Regions from separate parts of the Gossypium hirsutum genome. Here region 2 is linked to region 1. Evidence: chromatin contacts called from public Hi-C data. All regions are on one chromosome and are shown on one strand. Each heading gives the region's core, a stretch centred on a gene start, on an enhancer-like site or on the middle of the called end of the contact. The rest is flanking DNA. Distances are from core to core; before and after follow the strand shown. Region 1 holds the start of LOC107916327 (U-box domain-containing protein 5). Region 2 holds the start of LOC107914297 (HVA22-like protein k).

Evidence for each region. Hi-C and Micro-C count contacts between places; a contact is called where the count stands out from the background.
Region 2: a Hi-C map of leaf shows a contact between it and region 1, with 2.2 times the contacts expected there. The contact joins the promoter of LOC107914297 here to the promoter of LOC107916327 in region 1. A contact is called at or near these places in 2 of 34 Hi-C or Micro-C datasets (callus and leaf).

The regions. Positions count from the first base shown.
Region 1 is chrD10:12,293,886-12,298,372 of Gossypium_hirsutum_v2.1, forward strand. LOC107916327 (U-box domain-containing protein 5) reads right to left here and starts at 2,425. Exons shown (of 6, transcript XM_016845573.2): 1 at 1,608-2,425; 2 at 1,115-1,177; 3 at 822-1,007; 4 at 594-701; 5 at 1-503. The coding sequence starts at 1,162.
Region 2 is chrD10:12,584,885-12,589,371 of Gossypium_hirsutum_v2.1, forward strand. LOC107914297 (HVA22-like protein k) reads left to right here and starts at 2,661. Exons shown (of 8, transcript XM_016843167.2): 1 at 2,661-2,864; 2 at 3,820-3,878; 3 at 4,065-4,162. The coding sequence starts at 2,832.

The DNA of each region.
Region 1 (4,487 bases), core at 1,175-3,674:
ACAGGATCATACATCAACCTTGAAGATATGGGGCACTTAAATTCCTCAGGAGGTATAGCTCTATTTAACATATCAGCTTGAACACTGGACTGCTTATACTCTGTATGAGGTTCGACATTGGCAGAGCGAGCATGTGTAAAACTGGTACTCGGGCTTTTAACTGCAAAGGCTCTTTCGTTGTCTGTTTGAGCTCCAATAATCAAGTTAGCATACTTCCTTAACAGGTAGTAAAGATATTTTAAGATCTTTTTCTTTGGTTGGTCACAGTCACTGACTTTCTCCAGCAACTTCTTTATAGATCTTTTCTCTATCAAGATAGCTTTCGGAGACGTAATATGAAGTCGTGATGCTGCAGATTGAAGAGCTTTCATTTCGGCGTATTCCATTGAATCAGATGCCGCAGCACCTCGATGGAGTAATTCGCGCACAACTTTCCCGGCCTCTTCATCAAATTTATCAGGGACAAAATTTGCAGCTCGCAGATCATCGACAATTTGACATATCTGCAATAACATTTCAACATAAGCTTGTAGAAAATAAGTTATGATTTTATCAAGAACAAGCTATTGAAAAGCACATGGGATTTTACGAACCTCAGCAACCAGCGTAACTGGAACCATACTCTGAATTTGGCATAAACCTTGTTCCAACAAATTCTTTATTTTTTGAAATCTTGCAACCATGGAATCAGTGGTTATAGCCTGAAAAGTAAATCAAATGAGTGAGACAAAATAGATGAAAAGGAAAAAAAGGATCATAAACACACAATCATTGCAATAATCACAAAAATATGTGATTAATTACAAAAAAAAAAGGGGCACCAGATAAAGTTTGCTGGATTCACTGCAGTACTGAAGAAGTAACTTTGCTCTCTCAATTGCACTGTTCAATGAGCAGAGTGCCTTTATTCCCAAGGAGCATCTTGGTCGAGCAGCTTCAATTTCTGGAAATATATTCATAATCCTTTCAACAAACTTCGTAAGTTCTGTGCACATCAAGCAATGCACCTACAATCATTCAGCGGTGCCGCAGTAGTAAGCATATCAGACACCTTAAAGCAGTGAATGTTATGATCCTTTATATGAAAACTGATCGACAAAATTTACCATTTTACCTGAAAGGAACAAGGATACGATGGAGCCTCCACTGCTTCAGTCCCCATTCAACAGATGGTAACCTGATTAAAGAAACAGAAATTAAGTCAAGCAGGTCAATTAAGATAAAGAAACAGCAAAACAGCACGGGTTTACGTAGAAACTTATCACAATGATATAAATGGTTAGAAACGATTTACCAGAGGTCAATTAAGATAAAAAAGAACAATTAAGGGATGAAAAGGGTTTTTTTTTATAGTGGCATCACCGTGAAACTTGCAGTCCAAGACGAAAGATATGCAAAACATATCGACCAGACTTTTCTATGTACCCCACCCACCACCAAAAAGAAAAAGATTATGCATAATTAGACTTAATTTTAAGTATGCTTTTGAATTTTCTTTCATAAAGATGTAGGATTTTTTTTTGTTCTTTTTTATATTAATTTTGAACTTGATCATGATACGGGAAGTGGGAAACCAGGTTAGGAGGGAAGGGGAAGAGAAAACTCACCTTAGTGCAAGTGGAAGCCAGAGCAATGATAAAGAGATGTTGCTTGTTTTTCCTGTATGTGTATTTGTGAAGCTATAGACCAACACCAAATATAGAGAACTTGAACCACCGGTGCCAAAGGCTAGGTTTTTGTAAAGCAAAATAACCACAACCAAATACTTGGCGACTCAGATAAGTAAGCACTTTAGAGAATATATCATTTAGCCACCAGGAAAAAAAAAGGGGAAGAAGAAGAAGAAGAAGAAGAAGAAGAAGAAAACAGAGACTCTCACTAGCAGAAAGTGTGTAGAATTCAAGGCATCAAAAGTAGTTGTCTTGCAGCTCTTCCATAGATAAGCAAGGTGAAAAGGAAACAATAGTTCAGAAGAAGCTTTAAAGATGACCAAATGGATTGCATGATCTTCTTGATCACCAAAAAAGAAAAAGAAGCCACTTTTTTTTGCTCTTGATGACAACCCCAACACTCAAAAAACCATGTTTACCACCATGGATGAAAACAGTGGTTAAAAAAAAAAAGAGTAAGAGATTCCAAAAAATGAAAACAGAAAATTCCTCCAATAAACAAGCAAGAGAAATGAGTGACAATTAGAACTTGTAGGGAACTAAGAAAACCAAAAACCAGAGATGGAAAATAAGAAAATCTTTACATCAGGAAAGCAAAAGTTGCCAATAAAGAAGCTGTTGATTTCGTTTCCTTTGGATAATGAAAGTCTTTGCGAATAAGAAATGGTTAGAGACGAAAAAAAAGGAAAGTTTCTTCTTTTTATTTTAGATTTCAAAAAAAAAAAAAAAGTATCAGGTTGTTCTTGGTCGGCTTTAAGCCAATGACATGTTAAGACAGTGATGCTCTCTAAGTCTACTCGGATTGTCTCACACGTCTGTGATGTCTGTGATGATCATGATTGGATGATTGATTATTGTGCTAATCCGACAGTCTTGATTTGACCAAGAGTAGCCACTGAGAGAAACCCCAACACGTTTTATTATCCAATTAATTCAAAAAAATTAGATTCCAAGTATGATATTATTGAATTGAAAACAAAAGAGTAGGTACTAAGATTTTAGTTTAATAATAAGGACTTAATTAAACTCAAAAAAATTAATTTGATCATATAAGTAAATCATCCCGCAACGCGGGATCATTTTCCTAATACCCCAACTTAACTACCTTAACGCAGAATCCAAAAATTAAAATAAGATTACATCAACCTAATTAATTAATTTCACTTATCAATTATTTAAAATATAATAATTTTATCTTATCCCCTTTTCCCAAATTTGTTGCCTTCTTATTTTAAACTATATTTTATTTCAATTAATGTTTTTAGAATATGATCTAATTAAATTTCACTTTGAATTCTTGATTTTTAATTAAAATTTACCAATTAATATTAATTTTCATGATTTGAAAATAAAATTTGACAAGAATACTTAACTTTAGTAATTAACAATAAATTAATTTATAAAATATTAAAAGAATTTTTATTTAATAAAAGAAAGATTTGAAAAATAAAAAATATTAAGTTTATTTTATTAGTAAAAGTTTTTATCAATTGTTGATACTATTTTAATTTATTATTTTAATATTTATTTTTGTCAAACGAAATTCAAGATAAAACGAAAACTAAAAGTAGTAAAATTCAAGATAAAATTAAAATATAATCACAAATTTATCTTTAGCTTAAAAGCATAATGATAAATATTAATAAAAATAAAGTACAGTGACAAATTTATATATCAACCCTTTTATTTAGTATAATAAAACAATAAATAATTCAATCAACAATTACATAACAATAAAATTTATGATTTATAATTCGGTTGTTCTTTATTTTATTTTATAATCTTAAAAGGTGAAAAATATAAAAACTAAAAAATTATTGAACCAAATCGAATAAATTCATTAATTTAGTTATTGATATATAAAATTTGAATGAAAGTTTGAGTCTCGTCAAGCATAAATAATTTCCTTAATTTATTATGAATTTATATTTTATTATACATGAGTTCTACTTTAATAATAAATTATATTAAATTGATTTTAATTATAATCTGTATTATTGCAGTACCTAGTTTTAAGAAAATTCAAAGAATGAGGTTAAGGGGTAGATTGTATAGATGCACAAATATAAACTCTAAATTGATATATTAATGATTAATGAGTGGTGTTATACTAGAATATACCCTTGCATAATCAAATCATACTTTTTTTTTATTTTTATGAAACTAATATTATATTTTTTATTAATGTGTGAGACTTTAATTTTTAAAATTATAACAAAACATGTGAAATATGAGATGCAAAAATTTAAAATAATTAAAATATTTGTTAACATCAAAAGTAAAATATACACAACAAAACTCTAATATGTATTAAATTTTATATTTTAACAAAACAAAAAAAGAATTATTTTTGGCTAAAATATCAAATAAACCCTCTTAAAATAATTTTAAAAAATCAATTAAATCCCTTATCGAAAAATGCATTCAATTGATCCATTTGAATAATGATTTGTACTCGATTAAGCCTATTAAATTCATTTTCCCCGTTGAAGCCCTGACAGGTCGTTAAGTGCTAACGTGGCAACTAACATGATTATTGACATGGAAAATGATGATGTGGTAACTAACATGGCAAGTTGACGTGGACAAGTGACAACATGGAAGACTTATTGATTTTTTTATTTTACAAGGATTTAATTATTTTTTTATTTTTTACGAGGGTTTAATTGATTATTTAAGTACAAAAATTTACCAGAATTCTAAAATTTCAAATTTTAAAAAAATATAAATCATAAAAAAATTATTATAAAAATTATACAAAAATTTAAAAGTTATAAGTTTTTTAAGAAAATATAAAAAATTATTAAAATTGTTAAA
Region 2 (4,487 bases), core at 1,411-3,910, 290 kb after region 1:
AGGATTACCATAAACAAATGAGATAAAAATGGAATTAGTAGAAATAATATCGTCGACACGAAGGAGGATGAACTGATGATGATTTTGGATAATCTGAATCTTAATAGACTCTTTCCAAACCACCCAGATGCCTTTTGAAAAGCCAACAGCTTCAACACGATGAGAAAAACTAAACCCTAATTTATTAATAACACAATTTGCTCTTTTACCACTTATTCTCGGTTCCAGCAAACATATTATATCTAGGCTAAATTTCACATTATACTCACGAAAAGCTTGTAGAAATTTACTACTAGTGCACCCTTAACAATTCGATGAAAAAAATTCACTTTTAAATCCATAAATAAAATGAAAAGAGAAAGATAAAATTTTACTGTCCATGAGGATAAATTCTAGTCTGATGCTCTTATAATCTAACAGAATCACTTGGGTTGATTTCCCCCTATTATTAGTCGAAACAGTCTCAGCCAAATAGTTCATGGTCTCCCGCAGTAGAACTCGTGAATTACCCACATTTTTGAATCTTCTATTTCAACCATGATTGATTTTATTAAGTTTTTTTTGCTATTTTCCCACCTCTTTCCATTCTTGTAAACCACTGTGAACCACTGCCTTATCCACAATTAAACCAGTGTTCCCCTCCTCCTTAGAGTTAGCTTTTGGTTCCTTGTTCTCCTTAAAAATCACAGTCATATGTTTTTTGGGATCAAGGTTGCCGACCCTCACCTCCGAAGTAATACCCAACGATCTATCTACTGTTAAATACGGAGCAAAGTCAAATTTTTAAAACCCCCCACCGATGCCATTAATTAGTTCAAAACTCAAAGTATCAATCTCATCTTGCATCACCGGATGTTGTTTGTCGATAGCAACTTCAGAGGCCTGCTGCTTTCACAATCCTTTCATAGCCCTGTCCATCTTAGGAAGGGCCTCAACTTCAAGTAGGTCATTAAAGTCCAACAGCTTGTTGGTCTCATTTAAATTCTTACTGGACTCGCCATTCCTGAAATGAGCGTCATTTGCCAACCTGTTAATCAAAACAGGCCCAACATGTGACCCACTAGTAACACTGTTTGATCTTACCAGACTAGCAATATTTTTAAAGCCCAATTCGTTAGGTGGGCCTTTGTCCACCATTTTACTTACTAGTTGATTGTTGCTTTGCCTCAAGATCTCCTCCTTTTGGTGGTATCCATTAGTTATATCTTTACCTTTATTGCGCCAATTCCTAATCCCTTCAATCTTATCACCAGAAGAAACACTAACATTTAGATCCAATTTCATCAAGGCTTTAAACCGAGACCTTCCATTGTTCTTTGCCAGATTTTCAACATTCATCTACGGGGGATCCCTAACCTTTCGCCTAGATTTCCTTTCTACTAACATCCACAGCCCGTATGATTCGCCTTTCTCCACCGTGCCGTCAACGTCTAGGTTCTGATTTTCTGGTAATATTCCATTCGGTTTCCAGCGTTGGAATCAAATTCCCTATAGGAGCATGCTTCTTTAACATGACCATATCTTCCACGCTGAAAATAGACCATTGGTTAAAAACTCATATTCAACTTTTTGTACTTTACCATTAACTAAAATTTGAGAAACTATCCTATTCAAGTTGACGTAGACCGCCATCTGGGAAAAACGACCTCTAACTCTGTTCATCTGTTGTCAGTGTTCATATCCAATTTGGCGACTTTTCCAATCATTCCCTTTATTTCCATCAAAATCTTTTGTTTGTATAGGTATCCTAGCAGACCCGGAAAAGCTTGTGTTAGATTAAAGGACACCGTCCATGGCTGTATTATCAAGTATTGGCCGAACACAATCCAGGGGACCCTAGAAAGGACTTTCTCACAGTCAAGCTTATTCTGGAATTTGGCCAAAAAATATATGTTTTCAATATCCATCAAATGGAATGGTGATGAAAGCTTCCATAGACTATAGACTTTATTTTGTAGGATTGAATACCCAATATTGCGACCCAAAAATTTCAAGATCACTATGTTTTCCATATCCCTAATGAGGATTTGATGGATCCGATCTGAAAACTCAATAGAGGGAATGGCATTCATAATAGACTTTTGGATCTCTCCTTCCAGTAAACCAAAATCCTCCTCCTCCTCCTCTAATCCATTTCCATCGAATTTGGTAGATTGACCTACTAGCTTGTTTTTCCAAGAGGTTGTCTGCTCAACTCTCAGATCAATCACCATATCATTACCTCCATCTCCATCTTTATCCCTAGAACGAATCTTTTTAGGGATTAAGCCTTCCACCAAAGAATCTTCCATTCCAGTATTTTCACAGAGAAAAGACATTTGTACTTATGTTATTCTTTAACACACTTACGTGGCTTAAATTTGTAGTTTCTACACACATGTCATAGAATTTTTAGTATTATTTAAATATTAATAATAAAAATATAGTATAATTAATAAAATAATTATTTATTTGAAATTTAAGAATTTAGGCAAGATTTGATTTTTAACAAAATCTATTATAACCGACTAAAACAAATCATTCCAAAATAATAATTAAATAATATTTTAAAATACTTTTTGAAAATAAATATTTTTAAATATTAGGATGTATTGTATTTGTTGGCTATGGTACAATCTGAGTAAAATAAAAACCCAATAAAAATATGCCACAAACGCCATCGTTTACAATTTGAAAATTAGATTTAAAAAAAAAAACACCTCCATTTCTTTCGCCAATAATTTGTTTTCATTTGAGAAGTCCAAAACTCCGAAAGGTACATAATAAACTTTTAGCGTAATTAAAATGTAAAAAATAGTGGTTAATTGGGATTATCTTCTCAGTTTTCTGCAATGGCTTTTCTGGGATCGGATCTTACCAGCGAGGTCTGAAGCCATCTTCTGTTTTCATCTTATTTTCTCGGTTTATTTACCGTTCTATTTAATCACTCTTTAGGATCTGTTTATGATGAGCAGAATATATATTCTAACTGGAATTTAGTTTAAATCTGAATAGTTTTTGCATCTGAGGCATTAGAAAGATCTACTGTCAGCTTTCGAACTGATTAATTTTCTGTTTATGTGAAAATCAGCGGTTAAATTACTCTTTCTTGGATTAAAGCAGAAATAAGTTGGACAAATTTATTAGTTATTACTCTGATTTAATCTAGAAATTTTGAGGTATTTTTTGAAAATAATAATATATATTGTTGTTGTTGATTATGCATATTCGCTTTAACTATAGGGGGAATGAAATAAGTTTCATTTGTTTGCCTGGATCATTCTCATTGTCTTTGTACAAATTTTATTTGAATGTTTCGTTATAGAATATGTATATGTTTTTTTATTTTTTGGTTTAATCGTTATAGAATATGTATATGTTTTTTTTTTAATTTTTTGGTTTAAACTATGGTTTTGAGTTTTGCTTGATGAATAAAAAATCAGACTGGATTGAATAAAAAAACAAAAGAGAGATTTAAGTATAAATGCATTGTTTTACTGTTGAATAGGTATTAAATATAGTAAATATTTAAACCAAAATTCATTTGGTTTATGTACCCAAAAAAAAATAATTTCGTTTACTGGTGATATAGAACTAAGAGGTAAAGGATTCAAATCCCATCAACTGCAAAAACGAAATTTAATAATAATAAAAACCTAAAACTGGTAACTGGTTTTCACTGGTTCAATTGTTTTGCTGAAAACCCAATTTAATGTCATTTATTGGACCGGATAAGTCATTAATTCTTGGTTTAATCAGTCTAATTGACCTGTCTAATCCAATTTATTCTTTACCGGTTTTGATGCTTGTTACTTTTCTTTGTGGTTACATGTGATTTAGGTTGGGTTGCGATTACTCCTCTGGCCACTTGGTTCCAACATTGTTACGCGAGCGGCATGGTGTGTTACTGAATCTAGTGTTTGTCTCTTGGTGTCATGTTTGATATGTTTTTTTTTTATGTTTTCCCATTAATATGTGATGAAATATTTAATGTAAAAGTTGATTGCTCCTGCATTAACTGAATCACTCGTGTATGTTGATCTAATCACTTTTTCTTTGTGTGTGTGTCTCTGTGCGTGTTGCAGCTGTTCTGTAGGCGTAGTTTTACCTGTATACTCTACATTTAGGGCAATTGAAAGGAAAGATGAAAACGAGCAGCAAAAGTGGCTTATATATTGGGCAGGTTGGTAAATTGTTATTTAGCTTTTCACTTTGCAATCCTCACATTTTGTTTAAATCTTGAACTTTGACCATCTTTCCTTTACTATTTTGTTTTAGCAATATTCATCTTCCATTTTCTTAAATAAATTGCAGTTTGTTTTTCTTGACACTGTTGTTTCTTGCCAGTATAAGTCAAACTGTTTCATGTAAACATGAAGCTCAAATGTTTCATTGCTAAGATAACTTAATTAGTTAGCTAGCGAAAAACTGGTTGTGAACTGCTTCCATTGACCTCCTCAATGTTTTCTTGGATTGCACACCAATTTTCTTTAAACAAGTTTAGCATT